Regions from separate parts of the Anas platyrhynchos genome. Here region 1 is linked to region 2. Evidence: chromatin contacts called from public Hi-C data. All regions are on one chromosome and are shown on one strand. Each heading gives the region's core, a stretch centred on a gene start, on an enhancer-like site or on the middle of the called end of the contact. The rest is flanking DNA. Distances are from core to core; before and after follow the strand shown.

Region 1 (3,072 bases), core at 51-2,550, 41 kb after region 2:
ATGGATGCTAATTTCAGATACACTGGTATGCACTGGCTCCGGGCGAGCAATACAAGCCTCACTGAGATAGAATCTGCCTGCAAAAAAAAACCTTACAGTGTAGAGCAAATTTGGGATTCTGGATTTTCTGGACTGTTGTGTGCATCTGCTAGCGGAGGATTTGGTGTGCATAATTCCAGACTTGCTCTTTTCAGGCATGGGAGAAAGACCCTAGGGTTTCATTTAACCTATTGTTTTGAGGTTTAAATTCATGGTATTTCAGCAAGGAGAATGAATGCTTAGGAGGATGTGGATGGATGGATGTGGATGCGTATTCAAGATGTCTCTCTGAAACGCTCTGTGGGTGATGAAACATGCCATTTCGTTTCCCAGATGATGTGCCAAATTGATTCCAATTGGAAAGTGTAACTAGAAAAGTAGCTTGGTTTCAAAACTATTGAAGGTGAGTAACCTTCCATGTGAAGTGGATATGCCCGTGTTTGTTTGTTTTTAAGCAGCAGGCCCTACATTTACAGGATCCAAAAGCTCTTTTGATGCATTCCGTTCCCAGGCACGAGGCTGGCAGTTTTCAGGGCTAGAACCTTGCTACCAGCGTAGCAGCCTCTGCTGCTGGGCTGTAGGCTGGGAATTAAGGTCAGAAACCGAAAAGAAGCTCAAGGTAAAGTTTGGGGTGGAGCAGCTGTGTGCTCGCATGCAGAGAAATGCAGAAAGCCTCTTCCATGTAAATGTGCCTTTAAGCGGCTGGCAGGGGGTTGCCTGTCCTGAAGGCACAGGAGGAAGTCATGCGGGGCTGCTGAATGGGTTTGCCTTGGACCTCGTCCCAGCCAGGGAAATCGTGCGACAATTTTAGGGCAAAGGTTCCCCTTGGGTGACATTTTACTGTATTTCACAGGCACGGAGCGCGTTCCTGCGCCCGCCTGCGTTCCTCCTCTGCCCTGAGACAGATGAGGCTTTGGAGAATCGATGTGCTCTGGGGATGGCTTGTTGCTGAATGACAAAGGCTCAGGTCTGCGCGCTGTGGCAGGGCAGCACTGAACAAGCAGCTCAGCAGATCTCGAGGCAGGCTTGCCCCCAAAGATCACTGTTCCTTAACCAGGTACCCGCATTCAGAGCGACGCCGATGCCCGCGAACGCCCGGTGAAGGCCCTGTGACATGCGCCGTGTGTACCGGTGTGTCCTGCCGTAAAACCACCCAGGGATTTACCAGGCCACCAAGGCCGAGCTGCCTCTCGTTCCCGGGCCTCCCTCCTGTGGCTGGGAGGATGCCTGTGAAATGCGTCAGGCCTGGCGCGGCGGCGAGCCGGGCAGACGGGGCGGCCGCTCGCAGGACGGAACAGCCGCAGTCTGGGCTCCCAGCCTCCTGGCTAGACTGGAGAAACTTCTAATTGAGTTCCTGAGCCTCCCCTCCCCTCCCCTTCCCTCCCCTCCCTGCAGCTCGGTTGAAAAACACCCTGGCTCCCAGCCATGCCCTTTCGCAGTGACCTTGCCTGCAAATAGCGCGCAGGAATTTTTACAGGCGCTGTGCACTTGGAAAAAGGGCTGGGGGCAGCGGTGGGGAGCTGGGCCGGGGGCAAGCCCGTCCTCTGGGTTTAAAGGCTCAGCGGCTTCCCTCGTCCTCCGCCCCCACACTGAAAACCACCCAGCCCGTGAATTGCAAATTTCATTTCTTTGTGCTTGCTCTTTTTTTTTTTTTATAACGCTGTAGACTAATTTCTCTCTTCTGATGTCACGACAAATTACAAGTCTCTAAGGATTGCGAGAGCTGATTGGTTTAAGGGGAATCGTTTAAACGAAGGGGAGGATGATATACCATATGCTTGGGCTCCTTGCACGTGTGATTATTCTCCAGCATATATGTTAAAATGCATAGATAAAATAGGGAGGGAGCGTGCATATGTGTCTATCCGTGTGTATTTATATAAGGCCATATATCCAGTTATGCATGGGCACAGTGTAAAATGATCCTGGCAGTAGCTGGCTACTCAGTGTAGATATACATAAAAAGCAGCAGCAGCCATTGGTTAAAAATAACCCCAAATTCTTCTCTCGGATTACATCAATTAAACTTAGAACATTTGGTGTAAAAATGTGGACTCTTCAATTCTGTGTAAGAATTAATTACGGCTCCTTGGGATCCAGGCTGTAGCGGGCGCTGGCTTAGGGACACTGGAGCCACACATAGTTTTGTAGCTGGCCACCTGTGGGATGTTGAACTGAGCTGCCTCAACTCCTCCACCTTCTATCCACAAGATTACATCAAATTACAAGATTTTTGGGAGAATGAGCCTTGCACAGAGCAACCAGGGTAAGCACAGGTGGCCCTTGAGCTGCTGGTGGGCCCCTGAAGTGCTGCTGCAGCGGGGTCACTGCTCTTGCATTTCCATCTTGGGCTTTGAAGGCAAGGCTGAAATGCTCCTGGAGTCCTGTCGCTGGTGTCACTGGCTGAATTCCTCCCCCAGCTGCACTGAGCAGCGTCTCTGCTTTGAAGGTGTTCAGCACTTTGCAGGATCAGGCTTTTCACACGTTGCCACCTTGCTCTCAGTCACTGAAGCAGCTTGTGCAGCGTGTCAGTTGTATCAGGCTCTTCGGATGCATATTAGGACTTCATGATACAAAAAGGAAAATTGATTATGTAGAAGTGGCTTTAATTAAAACTTGTTTTTCTTGTCCGCTCTCCTGTGTTTATGTCTGTGGCAACCCACTCCCTGTAGTCAGCAAGCTTCTTTTCACTGCTCTCAAAAGTTCAGCTGTTGCAATCAAAGGTAATTCTGTTTGTGCAAGATACTCATCTGCAAAGGAAGGGCCAAGAAGAGGGGTGAAAGAGAGGACAGGAGGCAGATAACTTAAGTGTTTCTGCTAGGCCTTTCTGACAACCCCAAGGATTCTTTAATGGCTTCCTAATAAAGTTTAACATAATTATGTCTGAGAGTTTTTTTGGATCACTTTTCTACTCATTGGCTTAAAGGGTCTGAAAAGGAAGCAGTGAAAAGGAAGCTGCATTGGTACCATGCTACGGCAGGCTCTAGGTTTTTATCTTGCATACAGAAAGAGAGTAATGGACTAAATATCGCC
Region 2 (2,929 bases), core at 281-2,780:
GACGCGGCCTTGGTTTGTCTTTGAGATCCTCTCTCCACCCCGTGTGGAGCAGCACCGTGCTCTGTACGCAGGTATGTCTCTGATGGAGCTAGTTCAAACAAACACACCCCAAGGCTTTCTGGTTGCTGTTTCCAGGAGAGGAGGGTGGCTTCGCCTCTGCCTCTTTTCAACTTTTTTTTCTTTTGAACGTTGAACTGAGCAGAGTTTGGTGCTTCCACGTTTCCTAGCTGTGTGCCAGACATCTGTATGTTTAGTAAAACTGTCCGATCAGGCAGCGAGGGGGGATGAGAACTCTCCTTGCACGCGTGTGAACACCCCCAATGCCAGCGGGGCCGCGTTCCCACAGCTCAGGTCCCAGCAGCACTCGGGTGAAGCAGCTGGGAGCTGGAAGCAGCCTTCTGTGTACAGACACACAAATGAGCACTTCATTTCTCAATGCCTCCCAAGCCCGGGCTGCCACAACACGCGGCTTTCTCAGCTGGAGAGAGGTTTAGCCAGGTCAAGTGTGCGGCCAACTCGAAGAACAGACGCTGCCGAAAGTGGAAGAGCGTGGGGCTGCCGAGCACTGCTGGGGTGGCTCGGGCCTTTCAGGTGCCGTGCAGTGGTGGCTGCACTGTGTTTTGTGGCCACGTGAAATGTGATGGAGCTACGATGCGGATCTTTCTGTTCCTGTATCCCCAAGTCCTGCCTCCTGGCAGTAGCGAGTTTCTTGATCTCGTATAGCAGGGAGATTCCCATTTTTGATTTCACAGGCATTGGTGTTCAGGACGCTGGATGGATTTATTCTTCTCTGTACCAACTGGCTTGATGAATGCTCTTGAAAAGCTTTGAGAGCTATGGGTTCAGGTGTTTCCCCATGGAGCACAGAAGTCATTTGCTCTCTTACTTGCTGCTTAAGAATTCATTAGAAAATACCCAGTAAAAATGTTGAAGTCCCTAAAACACAAGTGTTGAAGCCTTGAAGGAGTACCCTAAGTTCACAAACACTTCACACCTTAGGAATAGGACCTGAAAAACCATGCCGAGCTTAAGCGAAATCCTGTGTACCTGAGATGTCAGTGTTTAAGCAGACATCAGCATTTTTTTGCCAGGAGTGCAAACAGTTTTACAGATGTTGTAGGTCGAGAACAAAGAAGCAGGTACGTGCATGTGTGCGAGACACAGAGTGTGCTGCAAATAATGAGCTAATGATGTTGAGTCACCTGTGGCTCTCTGTTACCCCAGAATCGTACTGTACTTCCTGAACTCAGCCCTCGTGAGTTAGGGAGGAAATTACACAAAATCTATTCTTCAGACAATCACAGCCCAAAATATTAAAATATATGCCACTGCCTTCATTGTCCGGGCAGTCTCTCTCGCCTCTCCATCTCAGTGGTTTGGGGCTCGGCCGTGTGTTCTGCCCCAAAGAGCAGCGCGCTTTGAAGGTGGCGTGAACACAGTGTGTCGGTCGGGGAGCCTGCAGCACCTGGCCTGACCGCCAGCAGCCAGGCACGGTTATCGGGCTGCCTGGCGAGGGTGTGTTTTCCTTTGCTGGGATGAGTGTTCACGTCGGCGTTGTAAAAGCATCTGGCAGTGTCTGCGTGAGGCTGCTCAGAGCATGTCTAGACAACGCAGCGGTGAAACTCCTGGCAGCCACCAGTACCTTATCTGCACCTCGCTAGCAGTGCTGCGGCTGCATCGAGGGGGCTGAGCCGAGCACAATTTGGAGACTCGACGAGGTCCGTTGTCCATTCTTACTGAAAATCCGTGTCGTTTTTGTCTCCTAGCGAGGATATTGTGCCGAAGTTCAGGGTTTCGGTGGCACCGAGTACAGCAAGGAGTGGGCTGGCTCCCTGCTGCTGGTGATAACGAAGGACTGGAACTCACACTGCTGGCTTAGCCGGCCCAACTGCTTTGCCACTGCACCGAGTTGCATCTCCATGCAAAGTATCAGGCACAAAAAGCCTCATTACACTCTTGTGTTTTTTTTTAAAGGCAGACAGTTCCCGAACTTCGTGCTGTGATTCTTATTTAGAGGGAGCTCTCATGGAAGAGTTGCACTAAATCTGACGGGGTTCTTGGAAAGAAATGAAAGCATGGACAGAAGGAACTCCAGCTGGGCTGTAGGACATCTATCAGTAGAGTACTGTCAGTTGCTAAGCTAACCTGTTTCTTTTGAGTGGCCATAGAACACTTAAATCAAATTGATTTTCATGTAAAGGAAGCATTACTTTAACGCGTAGTAATATAACATGCCTTTATTTTAAACTTACCAATTACAATGTTAATAATACATTTTATTAGAGAATTGCTAATTTGCATCTGTTTTCTGCATTTTGGAAGTACAGATTAATAAGTGTGTATCTCTGTTTTTACTTTTAGTGGTGTTCCACTCAGTTTCTGCTATAGTTAGTGTGTGTCACGCTGGGGGTGGACAGAATTCATGGCATTATTATCTTCGTGCCCACCTTGGGTAGGCAGGTATGTCTTGTATGGTTCTTGTCTTCATTGCCACTGCAGATTCAGCCTCATACTGTTACCAAAATCACCTGTTGAGATATTTTCTGGAGCATCCGAGGTTAATTTGAAAGTTTGGGGCTTGGGGCTCGTTCGGCAGTTCTCACTCAGGCAATCAGCAGGCGCACTAATTGGAACCAGTTCGCCCACAAACCACAGCAGACTTGTCTCTGTATCAGACTTCCTCCCGTGCGTGCTGGCGGTGCTTGCAGCCGTGGGGAAGAGGGCAGATCCTGAACCGACATGCGCCGGGGTTAACACGGAGTGGCTGCAGTGAGCTTGTGGCCGTGCCCTCACCTTTACAGGACTGTGCCAAAGCCAGGAGTGGGCCTGTTTTGGCACTGCAGTGTTTTTGTTTTGCTCTATAACTAGGTTTTGGTCCCATAGGTGTTTGGGGGTGCTGTGACCTGGGCAGGTCTTACTGAGCAGGGCA

What was found. A called contact is a pair of places that touch in the nucleus more often than the background predicts.
Region 1: a contact with region 2 is called in a Hi-C map of subcutaneous adipose tissue, with 2.5 times the contacts expected there. The contact joins two enhancer-like sites. A contact is called at or near these places in 5 of 8 Hi-C or Micro-C datasets (F5 follicle, liver, skeletal muscle and 1 more).

Annotation. Positions count from the first base shown.
Region 1 is chr22:435,886-438,957 of IASCAAS_PekinDuck_T2T, forward strand. The region is part of intron 5 of SKI (SKI proto-oncogene); the gene reads left to right. Among named protein-coding and RNA genes, the nearest start is that of FAAP20, 75 kb to the left of the region's middle. Within about 2 kb of position 1,301, at least 8 of the 8 cell types and tissues checked have an H3K27ac peak or open chromatin away from gene starts, as enhancers often do. A contact at or near this core is called in F5 follicle and subcutaneous adipose tissue, where this site is marked.
Region 2 is chr22:394,466-397,394 of IASCAAS_PekinDuck_T2T, forward strand. The region is part of intron 5 of SKI (SKI proto-oncogene); the gene reads left to right. Among named protein-coding and RNA genes, the nearest start is that of FAAP20, 33 kb to the left of the region's middle. Within about 2 kb of position 1,531, at least 5 of the 8 cell types and tissues checked have an H3K27ac peak or open chromatin away from gene starts, as enhancers often do. A contact at or near this core is called in F5 follicle and subcutaneous adipose tissue, where this site is marked.